Regions from separate parts of the Mus musculus genome. Here regions 2, 3, 4, 5, 6 and 7 are each linked to region 1. A link is a contact called in public promoter capture Hi-C data. All regions are on one chromosome and are shown on one strand. Each heading gives the region's core, a stretch centred on a gene start, on an enhancer-like site or on the middle of the called end of the contact. The rest is flanking DNA. Distances are from core to core; before and after follow the strand shown.

Region 1 (3,167 bases), core at 466-2,965:
GAGGTACTGCCTTTCTCTACTGTGTGCTTGCTCTCTGATATCCCAGGCTGCCACAGCTCCTAACTCCAGAGCTTCTAGGTTATTATCACCTAAGCCCTCAGGTCTGATGGCAAGATACCCTGTGGCACTGAGGTCCTGCTTCCAGTGTTAGCTGTTTACTAGAAACTGAGTTTTAGTATGTTGTCCAGGCTAGACCCAAAACTTGTAGCAAGCTTTCTTCAGCCTCCTGAGTGCTGAGATATAAGCTTGAGCTATCACTCTGGCTTTACCTTCCTTTTCATTTTTTAAAAAAAAGTATGTGTATTTTCTGTATGTCTGTGGGTGTATGTGGAGGTCAGAGGGCAAGCCCAAGAGTCAGTTTTCTTCTTCCAGCACTTAAGTGTGTGACTGAACCCAATAGTCTAGTGCTGTGGCAGGTCTCCTTACCTATGAGCCATTTCACCCACCCCACAGCCCCCACTCTCTATTGCATGTTCTCTAGCCAGTGTGCTGGCTGACACTTTCTGAAGCATCTTCTACCTTCTGGAAAACCTAATGTGGAAAACCTTTGTTCTCAAAGGCAAGTTTCTTCATCGTTTGAGAGTAAGGGTCTATATAGCCTGGGCCGGCAATGAAGCTTGGGGAAAAATGACTTTGAACTGATCCTCCTAACTCTTAACTTTTTAGTTCTGAGATTACAAGTATGCCCCACAGTGTCTGTCTGGTGCATGCAGTGCTTGCTGGACAGTGCACCTTTGAGAATACTGGGCAGCAACTGTTCTATAAACTGAGCTTTCTTCCCAGGCCACTTACTGCAGTATTAATGGGAACATCTTCCTGCCTTCTGAGAAGATGCCACAGCAGATGACTGGTAGAGAGCATCCAGCTCAGGCCCTGATCCAGAACATATTCGTAACTTTGCCAATAATAATATCAGCTTTAAGAAATGTCTATTCGTCAGGCACAGATTAAAACTCCTATCCCCAGTGACTCATACTTAGAACTAAGTGGGCCACAAATGAATACAATTCCGCCAGGTATGTTGGCTCACAACTTCCTCTTGGCTCAACCCCAGAGGAAGGTGGAGACTGGAGACTGGCTAAGAGTTGGAGTTCCAAATCAACCTTAGGTACTGAGCAAGATTCCACCTCTGAAACTCTAAGTCTCAAATAAATGGCTGAGGTGCCTATTTAACATATCAATGTGGACCAGGCTGCCACGTTCTCCCAGTACCCCTTGTTACAGGGTATGGCTGGCACACTCCACCTTCTACCCCAAATTCTCCAGCTTGTGTTGCCCTTCTCTATATAACCCAGCCATTTTAGTTACCTGCCCCCTTTTTACCTTTTGGCCACAGCACCCGGGTCTTATGGCTCAGGGGTTATGTCCACTCTGAACTCCCCCAGCTGTCTGCCTATGCTTCCCTTTTCCCCTACAATAAACCTCCTCCTCCACCATACTTAGAAGCAGCCATGTCCTTAGTTTATTATTTTTTCATTCATGAAAGAAATGCAGAACCAAGTGAATTAACAAGAAAATAAATAAGTAAAGCAAATACAGAAAACAAATTGAATGAAGTGAATTAACGCATCGGCTTTTGACTTTCACGGAATCTCAGTTTTTTTTTTTAAATTATTATTTTTTGAGTCAGAGTTTCACTATGTAGTCCTGGCTGTATTGGAGCTCTACGTAGAGCAGGCTGCTCCGGACGTCACAGGGATCCGCCTGAATCGCTCACAGGAGTTCTGGGATTAAGGGCGTGAACCGCTTCCGCGGCTTTCAGGATTTTTTTCCCTCATCTCCGTGAATTTGGCTTTACCTCCCCAGAGATCCGCCTGCATCTGCCTCTCCGCGGATGTGCGCGGTTTTCCCGGCTGTTTTTTTCTTTCTTTCTTTTTTTTTTTTCCTTTTCCACGGAGACTATGTTGTCAATCAATACAGAAACAGAAAACGCCCAGACGTGGCGGAAACTCAGTCATCCAATCAGAGGACGGCTTGTGGTTGACAGGCGGGACTACAAACCGGAAATGTGAGACAGAATACGCGGACCGAGCCGGGGGAGGGGCGACCAAAAAGAAAACAAAAAACAAAAAACAAACCGCCGAAAAACAAAAAAATAAAAACCGCTTCAGGCCGGAAGTATAAAACGGAACCCGGAAGTGTGGGACCGGATACGGCTAAAACACTTCAGGCCGGAAGTGCGAGACAGATACGGATGAAAACGCTGCAGGCCGGAAGTGCGAGACGGATGAAAACGCCTCAGGCCGGAAGTTTGAAGTGAAGATGGCTATAAAAGCTTTAGAGAAGCTCGGGAAGACACTCACCAGCACTTGGAGTCCGAGCTTGGACTGACTGCCTGGGCCTGCTGGGATTCTGAGTTCTGCCATCAGTTCTTGTTTCTGGTAAGTCAGTCACCTCCAGAAGGGCACAGTTTTGATTGAGGGCCACTTGACCCAAGATGCCAAAGGAACTCTGATTTCTTCTCTTCCCAGGAACAGATCGCAGGCATTGAGTTTACTAATAGTGATGGTTGCCATCATCTTCGACCTTAATTTGCTGGTTTCATTTATTATTTTATTTTATTTGAGGCATGACCTTACTTTGCTGCCCAGGCCCACCTAGAACGCAGATCAGCCAAGAGTGCTTTTAAATTACCTGGCAGTTCTGCATCTGCCTCCCCAAGCTGGAACTACAAGCTGAAAGTTAATGGAATATCTAGAATTATACCTTGGTTTGTGTCAAGTTAAATTTTTTCTTTGTTTTTTGTTTTTGTTTTTGTTTTTTTAGATGGGGCCTTAGTCTAGCTCAGGTTGGCTTCAGACTGCCTCACCCCTCTGAATGTTGAATTAATGATTCAATATTTAAGGCTTATTTTAATTTTTCTTTTTAGAGACAGAGTCACATGCAGAATATGGTAGAATTCACATGTAGTCTCATCATATCTGACTTCACATTTTAAAATTTTCATTTCATTTTATTTTGAAGACATAGTCTTATCTGATCCTTTTAATTCCATCTTCTTAGAGTTTGGATTTTATTCATTTACATTCTTACTTTTTTTTTTTTTTTTTTTTTTTAGGCAGAGTTTCTCTGTAGCCCTGGGTGACCTGGAATGCACAGAGATCCATTTGCATCTGCTTCTTGAGTATTTGGTTTTAAGGCTTTGGTTTTAAGGCATGCACTACCAT
Region 2 (3,167 bases), core at 416-2,915, about 28 Mb before region 1:
CCCTTCTTACAAAGTAACTTAGGCTAAAAGTAACTTCTCTGGGGCTAGGAAAAACAATAGCAATCTCTGGGGCTAGGAAAAACAATAGCAGGGTCAGGTCTTGAACTGCTTACCTGTTTTGACTCACTCCCTCCTTTACCATGCTATCTATATTTTAATCATTTTACTTATAAACTGAAACCATCCACTTGTCATTTGGCTTTCTAATAGATAAAACAAACAGAAGTAAAAATAAGGAGAAAAATTCTATGTGCTTTGTGATTAAACTGATTTTCCAAAGTTATCTGTAATTCTAGACATAACTGTAAAACACACAACTTTTAGACCACATTACTTTATTTATCTGTGGTTGTTCTTTAGAGAATAGACTATAGGGCAGGAGCTGAATATATGAACGTGGAAAAAAATACAAAGCAAATATAGGCCACGGCTTATAGGAAAAGAAGAAATTATCAAGTTCTGGGTCAAAACCTTTTATCAAGCACTCAATTTAAAGGTGAATGTTGGGTGTTTTTCCCCAACCCTGCCATTTCTTTCTGATTGTCTTGTTTTCCTTTAAAACACTGCCCAAGACAGTCCATTAAGCCTTCCTCACCGCATCATTACAGCTCATAGGGGCTAGAAAAAACAAGACAGTCCATCACTACAGCTAACACGGGCTAGAACCCATACCTGCTTGAGTTTAAAGTCTTTGCCTCTCTCCGTGTACATGCCACCCCTGACCTCAAATACTAAAAGAATGGAACTGGTAAACTTATGTCAAAACTTTAATTGTATTTAGTTATTTGTGTGGGCAAACCCTTGAGCTCTAGAGTGAACATCATAGGACAACTCGCGGGAGTGGGGTTGTGGTTCTCTGTGGGTCTCAGGGATGGAACGTGGTGGTAGGCGCCCTTACCCGTTCAGCCATCTCTGCAGTCCTAAAGCAAACATTATTTAAAAAATGATAAGAGGATTTTATAGTTGGGTGGTGTTTTACTTTCTCGGAGAGCAGAGTTTTTTATTTGCTTAGACAACTGAGGTTCACTGAGAGTGAGTGACTCACTCGCCCAAGGAAAAGGGCGTGAGTTGTCAGCTGGGCCAAAGGTTAGCGCCTGGGCTCTCACAAATCCGGCACTTTAACTACCACAAGATCCGGGTCGGGTTCCTCGAGGCCGGTTAGCCGGAGACTGACAGCCAGAGATGTAGCGAGAAGACCCGGATCCCAGGAGTGGAAGCAAGGGCGCGCGGAAACAAAGCACTCGTAGACTCGACGCCCCTCGGCCCGGGCGCGCGGTGGCCGTCGGGACTCGTAGTCCGCTCCCCACAGCGAGGGGCGCGGCCGCCAACGCGGCTGCTCCCTCCGGCCCCGGCCCGCTCCGCTCAGCCCGGGAGCTCTCCGTCGCCCTCCCGCACGGCCTCACCTCGACAATGCGCGCGCACTGGGTCCCCTTGCCCGCACCGGGCCCGCCCAAAACGAACACGACCAACGGCTTCATGAGGTGGAGAGGGAAGAGCCGCAGTGTGCGGGTCAGCGGCGGGCAGCTCGGGACCAGGACGTGCGGGAGCAGCCGACGACAGCTGCTCAGCATACAACGCGCTTCTGACAGCGGCCGGCGCGGCGGCGCGGGCGGGGCGGCAGGGAGGGGGCGGGCAGAGCGGGCGCCGGGGCCCCGCCGCCAGCTGCCGGCCGCCGTGACAGGAAGGGGCGGGGCCTCCGTGCGCTGCGCCAGCTTCCGCTCGCGGTTCCGGTTCTTCCTAACGTGGCTGGAGACCCAAGGCATTTCAGTTTCAGAACCTGGATTGACGTTTAGGCAGACCAGTGGTTCAATCTCCCGGGTTTCCCTTTCCCAAGAGAAGCGGCCTAACCGAAGAGGCAAGCACAGGAGTCAGTAGGAACAACGGCATTGTTGGGAAGGAAACCAAAGGAAAATGAGAACAGTTTGAGGTTTGCAAAGAAGGCCTCTAAAGAGGTGACCTTGGAACCAAGACTTGAGGACTGAAAAGAGCAGAGACTTGGATGCAGTGACCCGCCAAGAGAGAAGGGCATGTTAGAAGGTTAGGGCTGGATAAGTGGAATGGAAAGTCATTAATGGAGAGTTGAGTCGGTTATGGAAAAGCACTTAGGTTATATTCTAACCGCAGGGAAAGACTTTAAGCTTAGCTCTGTTACCCTGACTCGGGCCATTAGGGAAAACTCTGAAGAGAGAAGAAAAAGAGTGAAAACTGAGCCTGGATGAACACAAACCTTTGAAAATTGGAGTCGGCAGTGGTAGCATTTTCATGGAGTTTTTTATAGTAACAGAACAAAGCTATGAATCATGGCAATTTTTTTTTCAGATAACTTGGTAGAGATGGTTTCTAGCAAAGCTGGTACTGTTATTGGCCCCAGATGCCAAATGATGACGAGAGGGATGAGACAAGCTGATCCAAAGGTAGTGAGTTATCTCAATGGATGGTTCACAATCAGTTACAGATTAAACTTCCTTCCTCCTCACTGCTGCACTTGACTAGAGATAGAGTAAGACAAAGCCCACCTACCTCAGAACTCCCCCAGTGTGCTTTAAATTGGGCCTGCAAGCTCACTTCTCGGTCTTTCTTGGTAATGGGAGACCCCAGCATGCTGAACTTCTGCAAAATAAAACACTCTTTGTATTTACATACTTTTTGAATCCAGGGTGTCATTCTTTGAAAAGTCATGGACCCTTACAATCACATTCTTAGCCTTTGGGTTTGGAAGCTAGGATTCTGTTTGTATGTTACAAATGGACTTACCTAATAGTCACAAGAATGTTAGGTCACATAGAGGTGAACAATAAATGGTTGATTGGGGGCTAAGATAGATAATTTGGCTTTGGACCTACAATATTCCAGCTCCCCAAATAAGAAACCTGAAGTCAAAGGCTGAAGCAGGAAGATGATAGGTTTGAAGCCTGACTGTATTCCCAGCACTTGGGAGGCAAAGGCAGATGGAACTCTGTGAACTCAAGACCACCCTCATCTGGTTTACACTTTTAAGGTCCAGACCAGCCAGAGCTACATAGACTCCCATCTCCAAAACAATAATGAAACCCAAACAGCTCGATACAAAATTATATTTGCAGCAGCTGGTAGGTGGAGGTATGAAAAGAAGTATTTCACAGCCAGCTTCAACTACATAGCAAGTTCCAAGTCAGCTTGGGCTACAT
Region 3 (3,167 bases), core at 420-2,919, about 25 Mb before region 1:
ACAAGGAAGAAAAAAAGCACAGGCTTCAGAAAGAAATATTTCTTTCTTACTTTTTGTTTTGCTTTTGTTTTTTTGTGACAGGGTTTCTCTGTGTAGCCCTAGCTGTCCTGGAACTCTGCAGAACAGGTTGGCCTTGAACTAAGAGATCTATCTGTCCCTGTCTCTCCAGTGCTGGGATTAAAGGCATCACTGCTTAGCTAATTATTTCTAACATATATACCTGACAAATTATTAGAATACAGGATATGTAAAATATGTCTATAACTAAATAAGAGAGATACCCCTTAGAACAAAATCTTACAAAAGTAACTGAAAAATTGGTAAAACTATTAACATAAAACTAGGGATATTCCAGGGGCTGGAGAGATGGCTCAGAGGTTAAGAGCACTGGCTGTTCTTCCAGAGGTCCTGAGTTCAATTCCCAGCAACCACATGGTGGCTCACAACCATCTGTAATGAGATCTGGTACCCTCTTCTGGCCTGCAGGTATACATTCAGGCAGAAAACTGTATACATAACTCTTTAAAATAAGTAAATAATCCGGGCAGTGGTGGCATACACCTTTAATCCCAGCACTTGGGAGGCAGAGGCAGGCAGATTTCTGAGTTCGAGGCCAGCCTGGTCTACAGAGTGAGTTCCAGGACAGTCAGGGCTACACAGAGAAACTCTGTCTCGAAAAACCAAAAAAAAAAAAAATGTTAAAAGGTTATTTGTCACTTAAGATAAAAATTTCAGCGTCTCCATCAGACATGGGTTCAATGAAGGTCATGTACTCTCAAAACCGTTAGACTCAAAAGAAGGTTCTGGTGAGGACAAACACAACTGCAGGAGAATACAAGAAAAACACTGTTTAAAGTAACTCTTCTCTGGAGTCATTGTGGAAAAGTACTTTTAAAACGTGTGTTATTTTACCTGTCATTTTGGCTACTTGTGTCACGTTAATCTATGATTAAGTAGTGTAAATGGCCATTTATTTTGTTTACATTTATAAAAATATGTGGATAACCCAGTTATCAAAAAAAAATCTTCCCAATCGTTGAGATTGTGCGGTTTTGTGTAGCACATGCCTTTAATGTATGTGTCAGAATGGAAAAGGTGGTTTCTTTTTTTCTTTTTTACCTGCAATGAATTTTTGCCATTTCTGATCTATATTGTACTTCACACAGTGATTTCCTGAAGGAAATATAATGATCTGTTCATCGAAGAAGAAGACATTGTTGGTCACGTGAGGCCGAAGACCAAAAACATGAAGCGCCTGAGCTACCACGGTGGACATGGTACCTGTCAAAAAGTATTGCAAAAGATGAAGAAAGAGGCAAGTAGGTGGGAGTGAAGCCGAGCAGCGCATCTCCCTTTCCTGCCCCGCCCCGCCCCGCCCATGGCCCCGGCCCGCCCCTCCCTGACCCCGCCTCGCCCCTCCATCGCCCCGCCCCTAGGCTCCTCTTCCTTTCCACCCCACCCCCGGGGCTCTTTCCGAGCCTTTCCTTCCTCTCCTGCACTCCCACCGCCCTCAGATCCTTAGGAGGACCCCAAAGAAACTATTTACCTCTTGCTTCACGGCTCTGGGTTACTAGACTACGTAGGGATCAGTAGGTGCTCTTCCTAAAGATCCGAAGCAATCCGGGCACGCCCAAACGCTAGAGCAGTTCCTATAGCAACGAGAAAACCGGAAGTGCGGCTATGAACCCGGAAGCGGAAGTCCCTGTTGAAAAGGCAGAGGCTTGTGGAGAATTTGTTGGCGGTGGTGCTGCTTGTGGGCACGTGGAGTGGCAGCCGAACCTCGCGGGGCGGAAGGCCGCGAGATGGACACCCCTCCGCTTTCAGAGTCGGACTCGGAGTCGGATGCGTGCCTGGCCTCAGATCAAGAGGTAGGCCGCAGCGGAGCTAGCGGGGCAGGGGCTGGGACGGGGACTTTATTTAGCTCTTTGGTACTGAGGCTCCCCGGTCTGTAGTTGCAGGATGCGTTTTCCCGCGGACTCCTGAAGCCAGGTCTCAATGTCGTGCTAGAGAAGCCGAAGAAGGCAGTGAATGACGTGGTGAGCTCGTGCGAGGGTCGGGGTCCTTGGAACAGGATGCGCACAAGCGCTGTGCCTCTTGGGAGACCGATTCTGGTGGGAAAGATGCACCCTGCGCTGCGGTCGTCATCCTGTGCGGATATTTGAGCATAGGACTTTGGGTTTCTGAGAGTCAAACTCGCGGTTCTCATGAGCGCCTTGTCTGACTTAACCTAGAGTGGCCTGAAACAGTGCTTGGCTGAATTCAGACGGGATCTGGAGTGGGTTGAAAGGCTCGATGTGACCCTGGGTCCAGTGCCAGAAGTCAGTGAGACTCAGCCAACACCTCAGAACCAGGACCAGAAGAAAGGCGTTAATCCAGAAGACGACTTCCAGAGGGAAATGAGTTTGTATGTTTGTTATGGGTCCTGCGATGGAGTTACAGGAAGGGGGTCTTAGTGTGTCTGCAACCTCAGAGGCACTGGGCGGGGTTAGCACGAGCGTGCGAGTGGATCTAGCGGGTTCCTCTGGTGGAAAGAATAGGTTCTTGGTCGCCGTTTAACCAGAACCCTGCTCGAGGGATGTTTCAGAATAATTCATTTGAAGCTTGTGTGGGTGCCTCCAATCATTAGAACACACTTTGCCTAGGGAATGTTATGAGTGCTCTTTCTGTAATGATTGGGAAACAGTTCATAGTCTGCGCAGTATTTAATAAGCTCGTTGTTTTAAACTGACTTGCTCTTGGAAGTATTTTCCCCTCGTAAATAAACATAAAGTGAGATTTCAGTTATATGTGCAATCAGTGGAGTTTTAGTTGGTGTGTCTGTCTTATCTTGCCAGTGCTGGTGGGATGTGATAGCTCTGAGGTTAGGTAACTTCTGAGAGGCAGTAAGAAGACATGAGCGCCCTTCCCCTCCCCTCATTACACCCTGTCCTGTAATGTCAGCTACCGGCAGGCCCAGGCAGCAGTGCTTGCGGTATTACCCCGACTCCATCAGCTCCAAGTCCCTACGAAGAGGCCCACCGATTATTTTGCAGAAATGGCCAAGTCTGATCAGCAGATGCAAAAGGTAGGTTTTTCTTCTGGAAAGCCAAGGTTTCATTTGTTCAGCTGGGTCATTCCTGTAGTCTTCAAAAAAAAAAAAAGATGTGTGGTGTTTGTAGCCAGTATTT
Region 4 (3,167 bases), core at 371-2,870, about 23 Mb before region 1:
ATCACCTCATAATTATATGGTTCCTTCTTATTAATGCATTTATCAAACTTGGCTATATTTTAGTATTTTAGATAAGTCCAAACCTGGCATCCTGGCATTTCTTACTAAGACTACAGCCTAGACTCACTGAGTCAATTTCTGATGTTCCTACAGATTCCTCAGTTCAGAACAGGTTGTCACGGGATCACCTCATCTTGTCCCAACTTTATTCAGATCTCTCTGTGTGTATGTGCGTGTGTGTTTCTGAGAGAGAGAGAGATTGAGACTCAGACAGACAGACAGACAGACAGACAGACACTAAGATTCTGGCAGTCTCCCAGAGTGACTGGCAAAAAAATATTCCAAAAGCCACAAAGAGCCAGTTGGAGAGGACCCATTCCCTAACGTTTACAAACTACCTATTATGGGAGAGCTACTCACATGCTGGGGGTACCACAAACTTAAGTCAAATGTGGGTCCAACTTAAGTATCTCCGGGAGAGATGACCTGGACTGAGGGAGGATCCAGGAGCTCCTTTTGAAAACCTGCCTTGTAATGGGCCCGTAAGGCTGACTGACTGAAATGAGCTAGGAATCAGGCAAAGCATGAACAAGCAGGTGAGCCCACAGGATGCACCAAGAAAAAAAGATTAGGGCAAAGGGATGGCCAGGGGCCAGTCCATGGGCAAAGTTGAATGTCCACGCTGCACTTTTTTTTCTGAAGATGACAAGACACAAAAGGTTTTTCAAGTACAGGAGCTATAATATAGAGCAAGGGGCACCAGATAAATTCACGAATGAAAAATGTGAAAGCTTTTGTTAAAAAAAAAAAAAAATGAAGTTGGTGAAAATCAGGCTCAGGATCCACCGCAGATGTGCTGAAATCTAAATCTAGCCCCGAAGTGCCTGATGCCCGGGTTCGCACCGCCGTAAAAAGTGGGACGAGAACCACAGCAGCACCCACCCGCGTCACCCGGCTGCTGAGGATTTAAAATAATGAGTGTGGACGTAAGGCAGCCACGCTGACGTAGTGGCCTCAAGAACGCCAGCATCTTCGCGCTGGGCTGGAAAGAGAGACAGCAGCTGGGTAGCCTGGGCCGTGAGGCCCAGCGAACCTACAAGCCCCTTCCTCCCGCGCGCCGGGCAGCGCCGGGAGGAGCTCAAGGCCGCCAGTCGGGCCCCATCACAGGCTGGGGCTCTGGGAGACCCCTCCGCGGCGGCACACCGCGCTCTCTACCTCACCAAGCCCGGCTGCCCGCGTCGCCGGACTCGGCCCCTTTCCTTAGCCGGGCCACGCGGCCCGCGCGCGGGAGCCGGCAGCTCGCGTTCCGGGACTGCCCGCCCCACTCCCGTTAGAGATGCAGCCCATTGGGCAGAACGCCGGGCCAGCTCTCCCCTGATTGGTGAGAAGAGACGTTTATCGCCCCGGCGGCGTGGCCGTCCGCGCCGGGCTCTGTCGGCGCCACAGGCTCTTGCACCCGGGAGCCGTTCCACCGGGATCCCTGAAGTCTGCCTACCTGAGGCCGGCTTCGGAGTCTCGTGTCAGCCACAGCAAGGCCGGCGCGCGCGTGGTGAGCCTCGGGCAGCCAGTGCTCGGCCGGGCCGCATGCGCCAGCCGTCTTTCTGAGAGGCGGGCTCTAGGCGGTGCGCACGCAGAGGGCGGGGAGAGGCGGGCCCAGGGGAGGGTGGGGCTAGGGCGCGCATGCGCGGGACGTCTCGCCGCAGCTTGTTGAGTGGCTACTGCGGGTGGGTCTCGGGAGTTGTGGGTTCTGTGGGCTTCCTCGCCCGAGGTCTAGAGGATGCTGGTGACTCGCATCTAACCGGAACCCTGAGGGCCTTTGCCTGGTCCCGCAATAGCCGGTGGACACTCTCACCTCCCATCCGCCTTCCCTCAGGCTGCGGGCCAAATCATCTCGTGCTCTCGCCCCGCACCGCCGCCTTCTCCCGGTGCCTGCTTGTCTCCCTCTTAGGCCGGGCCGCTTGGCTTCACGTCCTAGCCAGCTGCCTTTCCACACAACGCACCCTGACGGTGCCTGCATTAGAACAACTGTCGCGAGCCTACTTCCATCCGGCACTAAATGTAGAGAGGCAAACGAGCCCACTTCTAACAAGTCATGGGGATTTTCACAGACGATTGGGACTTGGGGAGTTAGTGTACAGCGGGTTCTGAACACGTAGCAGAAACGTTTACTGGCAAGGAAGGGAGGGAGGAATAGAAAATGAGGCAGAAGAAAAAGTCTGTGTGCACATTCCAGGCGAGGTCCAGAAGAGCCTTGCAGAGTGAACAGTGCAGGCTGGAGAGGTTGGAAGGGCAGCTCTATGCAGAGCGTTGTAGGCAAAAGATTTACAGCACCCAAGGTGATGATTTTGTCTTTTGAATACTACATAAACCCATGTGAGTTTTTAATACCCTCCACCCTGCAAAAACTACACAAAGGTTTCCTTAGGAAGTACCTTGTACCTTGAACTCCATCCAGGAGGCTTGTTTCCTTCCATTAGGAGTAATTTATTGCTTTTTTTTTTCTTCTGTCTTTGCTGAAAGAGTTAAAGAAAAGGTATGCCTCCCATGACCATACTGGTTTTTTTCAGGAAAATGACTCAAACAAGTAGAATTCCAAGAAACCACTTAGGAGAATTCTACAGGGGCTTCTCTCGGAGACTTCCGGATTCTTTCAGATCCCAACCAACAGCATGCTCTGAGTCTGCCCAAATACCCAAACTGCTCTGCTCCAAGAAGCTTCCATAAGAGGTACAAAACTGAACTCCTCCCCCAGTCGCTCTTCTGGGGGACCCCTTCACTCCCCTCCACTCTCCCATATTCTCTTTGATGGTCTTGCTTTCCATTTCACCAAGAAAATGCAAGCCAACAAGAGAACTTCTGTCTACCAGCCTGCTTTCATGTGTGCGAGCAGCATGGTCTTTCATCTTGGTACTTCAGACAAGTGGCTGCAGTGGAGAGGGCAGCCCCCCTCTTCTCACTGCTTCAGGTGCCATACAACTCACCGATGCCTGGGATGTCTCCCCTCCACATCACCAGTTTTCTCCTTCTACTACCCCAGTGCAGAGTGTTACATGGTTCTCCCATGTTTGCCCAGGGCCCTTGTTTGTCTACAGCCATCTCTGCTTCACCTCCCAGTCTGTCACTTTTCAGCAAAACTCGAGGAAAATGTTGGCACTGACTATCTCTGG
Region 5 (3,167 bases), core at 231-2,730, about 22 Mb before region 1:
TGAATGCTTTATACTACTTTATACCCATATGCTACATGGCAAATTCAGGAAATGAACTAAAGTAAATACCCCCTCCCAATTATAGCTGCTCCTACCTACAAAGCTGTACAGAATTCACTAGTAAATTTTCTACCATATTGACCTTTAATTGTAACACAGCATGAACCTTTACAGACACAGAAAACAAAGGCTAAGTGGTTGTGGCCAATTTCTATTTCCTCTCTAAAGGTGTAATCACCAGGGAAATAACGAATTGGGGGAATTCCTTGCTTCCTTTTCTCCCTGCTTGAACGGGTCCTGCACTACAGTCCAGGTCTGCTAGTTTCGCTCACCACACACGCATGAGGCCTCCACAACCCAGGCTAGACTACCTAGAAATCCGCACTGTGTCACTGCATAAGGTAGCTGTTTCTCAGTGCACACGACCTGGGTGAAGAAAGCCACCTAAGCACTCGGTCTGAGCTCAACAAGGTGGTAAAATGACAGGAGCTGCTAACGACATAGCAGACAGCAAGGAATGCCACCTTTAAATATCATTTCGACAGTTTTTCTCTTAGTCATCTCACCTTCCTCCTCGTCACCCCCACCGCCACCCCCACCACACTGCAGCTCACCCACAGCTTTGCCAAGTAAAAGGCTGCCAGCTCTGCATGACAGCGAGCCCAGAAGCCATTCAGAGTCTGCAACATAGACAGTCTCACCTGAACACACCGGGCAACCCCACCCCCCACTATATCATCCCCACTTCGCTGACACACACACACACACACACACACACACACACACACACACTCGCCCACACCAAACCCCAAGTCCCAAGCCCGAGGAAACCCAGCAAGCTCATGAGCGAGGGTGGCTCGCGTGGTCATACGAAGAGGACTCGCCCTGAGCTCCAGAACCCCCTCCCCACTCAGGCCATCGCAGCTCATCGCCACGCCGCCGCCCCGCAGCTGGCCCCCCGCCGGCGCCCCGGATGCGTTACCTTTGGACTGGCAGTCAGCACAGAACTTGTTATCTTCCTCCAGCAGCAGGTTGGCCAGGACCGCCTGGTACCGATCCACGTCCTTCACCGACTTGCCTGTCATGGCCAGGGTGCCGGCGGGGGCAGAGGGCGACGCGCCCCCTGCACCCCCCAAGAACCCCTGCCTCTGTCCGGGGCTGAGGCCTTGGGGTCCCCGCCCAGGCGGTCCTCTCGCCCGGCCCGGAGCAGCCCCGGGGTCAGAGCCGTCAGCGCCCCCGCCCCGCAGCCCCTCAGCCCCTCAGCGCGGCGCCCCCTGGCGGGCTTCGGGCAAGGCAGGGACTCGCGGAGGCTGCGGGACCCCAGAAGTGGCCTAGGTGGAGCGAGCTCCCGGCTTCAGGCGTGCGGGACGCACACTTGACCCCGAGTGTTGAGGGTCTGCCCGCTGTGCTTCCCGCCTCGGTTTCCCTGGCAGCTGCGACCAGCTCAGCCGCCACCTCCACCGCCTACTTCCGGCAGCTCTTCCTCTCCTCCTCCACCCAGCCCAACCCGCGCATGCGCCCCGCCCACCGCGCTGCACTGGGCTCTCCCCTTGGCTCCGCCTCCTAGGAACCAATCCGGGAAGAGCCGGGGGCGGGGCTTAGGTGGAAGCGGCGGGAGGGAGGACACGCCCCCTGCGTGCCCTTGGAAAAGAATGAATGAAGCCGGGTGGAGAGGGAGGAGAGTGAAGAGAATAAAGTGAAGGGAACGACCAACATTTACAGAGCTCATACTGTGTGCCATGTACTGCTCTAAGCGCTTTCTATCAATTATCACAGTATGCTCTTCACAGCAACCTTTATAAGATGTGTGTTTATTATCCTTATATAATACAAGGGTTGTGGCTATCCCAGACTCCTTTAGGTTAGTCTTTCCTTCAAGAGACAAAAGGACTCACCCTCTGACCCGAGTTAAAGAGACATTACACCCTCCCTCGTGATCACTTCTAACTTGGAATGCCTCCTGCCGCTGATATACATTAGTCTTCTCTGTGACTACTGCCCTTTTTGAGCATCGCTCTGACTAGTGTCTAGGCAGAACTTTTCTTTCCTTTAAAAAAAATTTTTTTTTGAACAGGTTCTTCCTAAGTAGCCCTTGGTGGCCTGGAACTTTATATTGTAGATTAGGATAGCCTCGAACTAACAGAGAACTGCCTCCAAAGTGCTGGGATTAAAGGTATGTGCCACCATACCTAGCCTCCTTTACTTGCGTGTGTGTGCATGCGTGCGTGTGTGAGTGCGTACGTGTGCGTGTGCGTGTGCGTGCGTGCGTGCGTGCGTGCGTGCGTGCGTGTGTGTGTGTGTGTGTGTGTGTGTGTGTGTGTGTGTAGGTGTCCAAGGAGGCCAGAAGAGGGCATTGCAGTACCTGAAGCTGGAGTTTCAGCTGATGGATGAGGGTGTGTGATGTGGGTGTTGGGGAAGGAACCAGGGTCCTATGAGAGATTACCAAACTCTCTCACCTGCTGAGCCATCTCTCAGGTTGTTTGGGGGAGAGCCAGTTATAGGGTAACATGGAATAAGCAGCTACTTAAAAATGGTTATTAGGTATTATTTTCCAAAGCCTCTCTTGTTACAAATAGTGTCTTGAACCCACGGCCATCTTCCTGTGTATGCATTCCGTCCCTTCACTCATCAAATTCTTAAAAGAGACTGAGAAAAAACAGGATGTGCTAAAGGGGAAGAGAACGCTACTTCCTGATATTTGCTCTTAAGGGATTCTTCTGAAGGCTAGAGTAATAGACCAGGGAGGCCAGCAAGACAAAGTGTTTATTTGCCTCTAAGACAGCAGTCTTGTTCATCTCTACTTTCTCCCAAGACCAGGCTCCCCTCAAAATGTTTATATTATATATTTATTTATTATATATTGTAATATATAATATTTATATATTATAAAGGGAAATTAAAATATTTGTTACATTATTAATCAGAATAATTTATTCCTGTTCCAAACCTTTTCATTCCAGTGAAGTCTCAAAGAACTTACTTTCATAAACGTCCAAGTTCATATAGTATTTTCCTAAGACAGGTCCATCAGATTTGATATTCTCTTAGTCGTTTTTAAATTTTTATTTGATTTTATTGAGACAGGGCCTCCCTATATAGCCCTGGGTGGCCTGAATTCACTCTGTAGTCCAGGTTGGCCTTGACCTCACAAAGTTCTGCTTGCCTCT
Region 6 (3,167 bases), core at 415-2,914, about 22 Mb before region 1:
CTATTAATAAACTATGTCAGATAAGTACTCAATATCTCACCCTGCTGTTTTGATACTACACGTTATGTGTTTGCTTCAAGCAAGGGTACTTATGCAATTCTGAACTAATGAAGCTTTGAGTACCTAGCTACAGTAATTTTTAACACGTTGAACATACTAAAGGAAGAGACTGAGGTAGACATAACCCGACACTGACAGATTTTTAAAATTCAAACTTGTGCCGGGCTTGGTGGCACACGCCTTTAATCCCAGCACCCTGGAGGCAGAGGCAGGCGGATTTCTGAGTTCAAGGCCAGCCTGGTCTACAGAGTGAGTTCCAGGACAGCCAGGGCTATACAGAGAAACCCTGTCTCAAAAAACAAAAAACAAAAAAACCAAAAAAAAAAAAAAAATTTCAAACTTGCAATCCGGAGAGTCACGAAGGGCTGGGAAATGTAGTTCAGTGGGAGAGCACTTGCCTGGCAAAGAAACTCACATACAGTGTAAGTTAGAAGAAAACTGCAGACGAAAAGGACTGCAGAGCTCAAGAAATAGGTCCAGCAGTTAAAGGGGAAGGTTCTCAAGGACGACACAGACGAGTGTTGTCCAAACTTAGACACTGCAGAGCAGGCATAGACCTGCATAAGTTTGACGGCAGGGCTGTCCTTTCCTTTTATTAGACACCAACAGGCTTGGGACCCATTATAATGTTGCAGATAACTTGTTTTGTTGTTTCAAAGTCCATCTCACTAAAACGTTCACATTTCGAATTAAACTGTTAATTATGGCTATCTCCATGGAAAACTGTTAGCTTTTCTACTGCACTATTTAACGTTTTAAACAAAAAACCCAAAGAGAAATTTTAATGAAACACACACACATTGTGGCCCCAAACAACATTTGCTCTAATGAGGATTTTCAAACGGCGTGCGAGTCTTTGGAACGGTTGCAAAGTGAGGTTGAGCATGGTAACATCAATATCATGGGAAGTTATTATTCTACAAATTTAGCACCTCCACTTAGAAAGCCTATACCAACGAGGCTTGGTCAAGTCCCGGTCCAAAGATTCTTAAGACGCTGTAAAGCAGGCATAGACATGCTCAAGTTTGGCGGTAGGGCAGTTCTTCCCTTTCATTAGCCGCTTACAGGCTTGGGTCCCATTACAACGTTGCAAACAACTTCTGCCTTTCCAAAAACTCCTCAAAGCGGCAGTCACCATTAGGAAAAGTTAGGAAGCTCACCGGGGGTTACGGTTTGCTACATCCGGGCAAACACTAAGGGGCTTGGGTAGAGGCTCGGGCTGGCCTAAGGCTGTCCAGGGGCTCAGCCGGGGGAGACACGTCAATGCTCACCTGCCGCTGTGCTAGGAAGGTCTCCCAAAGATACACCGTCCAGGAAAAGAGCAACACCGCCCCGAAGATTCGCTTCTCCGCAGGGAAGTCCCACATAGCGTCCACCGATGCCCACATCCCCATCGTCACCCTATCTCACCCGCTCCTTTAGCGTGCACCGGTGCCTCAGCGACACGCGTCCCTCGGAGAGTGCCAGCGGTGTCACAACAATACGGGTCCCTTCCGAGGGCTTCTTCAGACGCCCATTCCCTCAGCTTTGCCAGAAGTGTCACAAAGACACGATTCCCTCCAGCCTTACTCTTCAAGGACCTACTTATTTCTGCTAGAATAAGACGCCCCACCTTCCTCACTTCCGCCTGAAGAATGAGCAGCGGTGCACCTGAAATATCCCTCCGGATTCTGTGTGCAGGGATCCAATTCAAAGGTTCCGGCCTTCTTCCTGGGAACGTCAGTGTGGTCGCCGCCTCTCCTTTGCTTTGGCGGGTTACCAGAGAGGGCAATGGACCCCGGTGCTTAACCGGACCGGATAAGCCGGGTCATAGAAATATTCCCTCTAGAAGTAGCTGGGAAGGATGAGAGAGGCTCTAAAACTTTTCCTTCCTTCTATTTAGTGCCGTTCAAAGGTTAGATGTGCATCTCCAGGATAACTAACCAAACGAGGCATTTGGGGTTGTTTGGCTTGTCTTCGAAAGTTCTGGTTTTGGGAATATTAGAGATGAAAATGACTCTAGTGATTAGGATTTTCATTTACACATTTCATCTCATCCTCCCCAAGTGAAGTCAGAAGAGGCATTTACCTGTGAGTCCTGGGACTGCATTTCTAACCTCAAACAGGCAGGCTTGGTAGCCACTGCCTTTAAGCCTAGCAAGACCTTGTTTCAGACACACACTACCACCACCACCACTACCACCACCACCACACATCACCACACACCATCACAGCTCAGTACCTTTGCCTTGGAATTCAACAATGAAATAGGGTCACTATGGCCCCTGTTACTACTTTGACTTTACTTGAAACGTGAAGCCAGAATTTTTCTGACCACAAAGTAAATGTTATTTAATTAATAGTTTCTATGAACTAATAGCACTTTGTATAAACATTATTTATAGTGAATTGCGAAATCTTTAGCTCCAATTAAAATATGTAGCTCCAATTTAAAATATGGTGAGATTGTGATGCTAAAGATGTTGAGATTAAGGTTTCAAATTTCTCAACCATGACTAAATTTATCTGCATGAGCGTAATCAGTAGAAGTTACTTGACAAAGTGAATTACTTCAATATAGGATCACAGATTCTTTGGCAACCAAAAGTTCTTTTGGGGGATTTTTTGCTTTCAGCAAAATTACTGATTGAACTGTTAGCTGAACTTTGAGTTTTGTTCATGGGCCTGGGAAATATTTTGTACTTGATTGGGTGTAAGGCAAATGGCATGAAAACAGGGATCACAGGCAAGTAGAGACATAGCTCTAACAAGTGCCATTTCCTCAGGTAGAAGGTCTTCAGAGAGGAGGCTTCGTCCCTGTCCTCCTTTTCCATGGCTGGTTGGATGTTTTGTACTGGCACCCATCATGGTGTTGTAGAGTCCTGTGGAAAAACACAAGCATAGCCTAGCCCTTGTGTCAACAAAGGGTGGATGCCACTGTGATGTTAGGGACTCTCTCCATTGTACCAATGGAAGAGTGGTATTCCTAGGTAGGTAAGCCCAATGTTTATAGGTAGGGCTTAATCCCTGATCAAAGGTGAGGAAGTTTAGGTGAAAATGGGCCTCTGCCAGGGCCAGGGGAAGGTCATGTTTGGATTCAGGGGAGGTAAACTGAGTCAGCAAGTCCT
Region 7 (3,167 bases), core at 362-2,861, about 21 Mb before region 1:
TTTCTTTCTCCATCCCTCTCACCTCATATCTGAGACAAAGGCTCCCACTGAACCTGGAACCTGGCGATCTGATTAGACTGTGGCCCGGCAGCCAGCAAAACCCAGGGATCCCCTTGTCTTTGCCTCCTCCACACTGGGATTGCACTTCCCTACACCTGCGGGTGTGGCCATCCAACTCAGATTCTACGCTGAAGCAGCAAGCACTTTAAAGACAGAGCTGTCTTCCTGGCCCCGGGCCTATTTTTGCTTTCCTTTGTTTTTACTCTGATTTATTTGTTTACATTGTGTGTTTATGAGTCTCTATGGGGACATGTGACTGTCGGTGTATAGAGCTCAGAAGACAGCTTGCACAACTTGTTTTTTTTAACCTCAAGCTATCATAGTTCTCAAGAGGAAAGGATCAGGAATGGCTTAGTGGCCATTGTTTTATCCAGCTGAACAATCTAGCTGGCCCAACGCTTATCAGACTGTGCACTGTATAATGCATCCTAATCCTGTATTTTAATTGGCTTTCCAATTACTAAGTAACTGCTGGTTTCAGTGGGGTGGTACAGAAGGGTTTCATGTGGGTGCACAACCGGTTATTCTTCTAGATTTTTCATATGTCGCTCTCTACAAGACTACTTCATCCTTTATAAAGCCGGTGTCAGAGAGTCCCACTGTACCGTGAATACACCCTATTTAACAGATTCCTTTAAACATTTTTAATGCTTTTTTAGGGGAAAAAATGTTTGACACTGTCATTGAGGTGCCGAGGCTGCACTGAGGGAATCTAGAAAAGATGTGGGAGCATAGACAGGAGCCTCTGGGCTATAATAAACCAGAGTGGAGCTTGGATAGGACGTAGCTATGTTTCCCATCTTCCTAGTACATGAAATACCTGAGAGTCCATGACAGCCTGGAAGTCTTATTACATCTTTAATAAGATACTTTTTTCCCTCTTCAGGAGTCCAAACTTCCTCCTCCCTAATTACATCTTTAGCTTTTGAAACCCCATCTTAGCTTTACGATCCAAACCAAACCTCACCATGATATAACTTGCCCTGGATGAAAATCAAGTCTCCCTTCCCCAGTCCCGACACTGAGCCTTTTCTTCCAAGGGCTATAAGTACTATGGCACTGTGCTGAAGAGTTTTCTGCCTCCGCCTCCGAGGACCTTACCTAATTTCTCACACATGTGCTAAAATAAAAACAGTCTCCTAGGGGGAAAGCACCTGCAGCCAAGCCTGATGGATGACCTCAGTTCAATCCCTCTGACCGCTCCTGCAAGCGGTTCTCTGGCCTCCACACATGCGCTGTAGAACGCGAGCCGTACACATATGAAACGCCCACACATAGAATTAAAATTACGTGCAAATGACATAATTGTTAGCGAATAAACAGCTCTTTTCTGCTAATACACAGCTGAAAGAGAAGGCAAAGTTCCGTAGGGGGAAGGGGGAATTGTCACCTAGGCGTCCTTGGGTGTAAAATGAGAGCAGTGCATAAGATCAATTAAAAGATGGAAAGCCCTTATATAGTAGAGTCTGGTGGGTGTTAAGCAATGAATAAACGTCTCTGTCAGGATGCAGAGCCCGGCAGGGGGCGTGGCCACCGGAATTACTTTGGTCCACAGTCCCCGCGGTCATGTGATTGCTAAGATGGCGTCGTCCTGTTCGCGGAGGCTGCTAGCTGCCGCTCTGCTGCCTTGGTGCTGCGCCGCCTGGGCCCTGGGGCATCTGGACCCACCTTCACCACCACCGCTGGTGATCTGGCATGGGATGGGTGAGTGGGCGTGGACGGGGGCATCCTTTTCCCCCCTCGGTTCTTAAATCTGGAAAGACGATAGGGATTCCACAGCACCCGCCTAGTCCAAGGTTTTCGGATTTGTTGCTCTGCACGGAAGGGACGACAACCAGGTGTCTTTAGTGAGTGCTCAGTGAGTATTGTGCACGGCTTGGTTTATGCTTTGTTAAAATCCTGGCAGCAGTAGCATCAGCCTGCAGTATCTCACAGTCAGTCCAGCCTGCCCCTGCAGAGCTGGACTGCACACTCAGGCTTTCATTCCTTCACATCTGAATAGAGATCTACCAGGGGCCTTCATGTCCTTTATACAGTTACCTCAGAGCACCTGCTATACCTGAGCATGAAGCATTCTCATCTTTCTGGAACTTGCTGTCCAGTGGGGGAAACGTATTATAAGGAAATACGGGAAACTTGTCAAATGGCCAGGAGTGCAGTGAAAACAGAAGATAGAGCCTCAGGTGTGAGCTTGTGCTTCTACGGAGCAAGTTAGAACAGGAAACGGGATTCACCCAAGAGTGACAACTGAGTAGAGCTTAAGAGGATGCAGCACCATGGAGGGAGCAACTGGCCAGATCCTCCCTCCCGCCCCACCCCCCCGGAGCTCCCAGGGATTGGACCACCAACTAAAGAGTACACATGGAGGGACCCATGGCTCCAGCTGCCTATGTGGCAGAGGATGGACTTGGACATCAGTAGGAGGAGAGGCCCTTGAACCTGAGAATGTTCGATGCCCCAGTGTAGGGGAATGCCAGGGAGGGAAGACAGGAGTGGGTGGGTGGGGAACACCCTCATAGAGTCAGGGGGAGGGGGGATTGGATAGGGGGGTTCCGATGGGGAGACCTGGAAAGGGGAAAACATTTAAATGTAAATAAAGAAAATATCCAATAAAAAAAATAAAAGAAGGAAAAAAGAGAAGAAAAAAAGGAGGACGAGGGAAGATGCCATAGGGACATGTGGTCACAGGAGCAGCAGGTGCAAAGGCCCTGAGCTTGGCAGACTAGCATGCAGAGCAGTGTAGCAGGAGCAGCGGGAGCAAGGGAATAAGAGGGTGGACAAGTATGCTGGGGCTTTTAAGATTAGTGTAAGGACTTGGAATTTCACTAGGAACTTGTGAGGTGGTAGAATTTACATTTGTAAAGAACTGTTCTAAGCCCTTTGTGCTAGCTAGCAACTGTAAAGAGCTAGTTTAGGAATGTAACTCCCCAGCACTCCGGAGGCAGAAGCAGGAGGAACACCCCGAGTTTGAGGCCTGCATGATCTACATGGCAAGTTCCACATCAGCCAGAGCTACATGGGAAGACCCATATAATTAAAATTAAAAATGACGTTGAAAGGATCTATTTCTGACACTAGATGTCTATGCATACCCTAAGTGATCACTG

The links. Promoter capture Hi-C pulls out the DNA fragments that hold promoters and counts their contacts.
Region 2: a promoter capture Hi-C map of pre-B cells shows a contact between it and region 1. The contact joins the promoter of Cmpk1 here to the promoter of Pramel12 in region 1. A contact is called at or near these places in 3 of 39 promoter capture datasets (cranial neural crest, frontonasal cranial neural crest and pre-B cells).
Region 3: a promoter capture Hi-C map of pre-B cells shows a contact between it and region 1. The contact joins the promoter of Ebna1bp2 here to the promoter of Pramel12 in region 1. A contact is called at or near these places in 3 of 39 promoter capture datasets (frontonasal cranial neural crest, liver and pre-B cells), 2 of 484 Hi-C or Micro-C datasets (CD4 T cells and regulatory T cells) and 1 of 9 other capture datasets (liver).
Region 4: a contact with region 1 is called in a promoter capture Hi-C map of pre-B cells. The contact joins the promoter of Ctps here to the promoter of Pramel12 in region 1. A contact is called at or near these places in 2 of 39 promoter capture datasets (cranial neural crest and pre-B cells) and 1 of 9 other capture datasets (liver).
Region 5: a promoter capture Hi-C map of pre-B cells shows a contact between it and region 1. The contact joins the promoter of Smap2 here to the promoter of Pramel12 in region 1. A contact is called at or near these places in 3 of 39 promoter capture datasets (cranial neural crest, frontonasal cranial neural crest and pre-B cells).
Region 6: a promoter capture Hi-C map of hippocampal neurons shows a contact between it and region 1, with 3 times the contacts expected there. The contact joins the promoter of Zmpste24 here to the promoter of Pramel12 in region 1. A contact is called at or near these places in 3 of 39 promoter capture datasets (cranial neural crest, hippocampal neurons and liver).
Region 7: a promoter capture Hi-C map of hippocampal neurons shows a contact between it and region 1, with 4 times the contacts expected there. The contact joins the promoter of Ppt1 here to the promoter of Pramel12 in region 1. A contact is called at or near these places in 3 of 39 promoter capture datasets (cranial neural crest, frontonasal cranial neural crest and hippocampal neurons) and 1 of 484 Hi-C or Micro-C datasets (rod photoreceptor).

What each region holds. Positions count from the first base shown.
Region 1 is chr4:143,410,711-143,413,877 of GRCm38.p6, forward strand. Pramel12 (PRAME like 12) reads left to right here and starts at 1,716. Exons shown (of 5, transcript NM_172877.3): 1 at 1,716-2,381.
Region 2 is chr4:114,985,563-114,988,729 of GRCm38.p6, forward strand. It overlaps Cmpk1 (cytidine monophosphate (UMP-CMP) kinase 1), which reads right to left and starts at 1,666. Exons shown (of 6, transcript NM_025647.3): 1 at 1,404-1,666. The coding sequence starts at 1,571.
Region 3 is chr4:118,619,130-118,622,296 of GRCm38.p6, forward strand. It overlaps Ebna1bp2 (EBNA1 binding protein 2), which reads left to right and starts at 1,670. Exons shown (of 9, transcript NM_026932.4): 1 at 1,670-1,868; 2 at 1,953-2,036; 3 at 2,232-2,404; 4 at 2,941-3,064. The coding sequence starts at 1,803. It overlaps Cfap57 (cilia and flagella associated protein 57), which reads right to left and starts at 1,656. Exons shown (of 23, transcript NM_026789.5): 1 at 1,547-1,656; 2 at 1,120-1,281. The coding sequence starts at 1,276.
Region 4 is chr4:120,568,656-120,571,822 of GRCm38.p6, forward strand. It overlaps Ctps (cytidine 5'-triphosphate synthase), which reads right to left and starts at 1,621. Exons shown (of 19, transcript NM_016748.2): 1 at 1,496-1,621.
Region 5 is chr4:121,015,767-121,018,933 of GRCm38.p6, forward strand. Smap2 (small ArfGAP 2) reads right to left here and starts at 1,481. Exons shown (of 10, transcript NM_133716.3): 1 at 983-1,481. The coding sequence starts at 1,085.
Region 6 is chr4:121,096,546-121,099,712 of GRCm38.p6, forward strand. It overlaps Zmpste24 (zinc metallopeptidase, STE24), which reads right to left and starts at 1,665. Exons shown (of 10, transcript NM_172700.3): 1 at 1,332-1,665. The coding sequence starts at 1,454.
Region 7 is chr4:122,834,616-122,837,782 of GRCm38.p6, forward strand. It overlaps Ppt1 (palmitoyl-protein thioesterase 1), which reads left to right and starts at 1,612. Exons shown (of 9, transcript NM_008917.3): 1 at 1,612-1,764. The coding sequence starts at 1,641.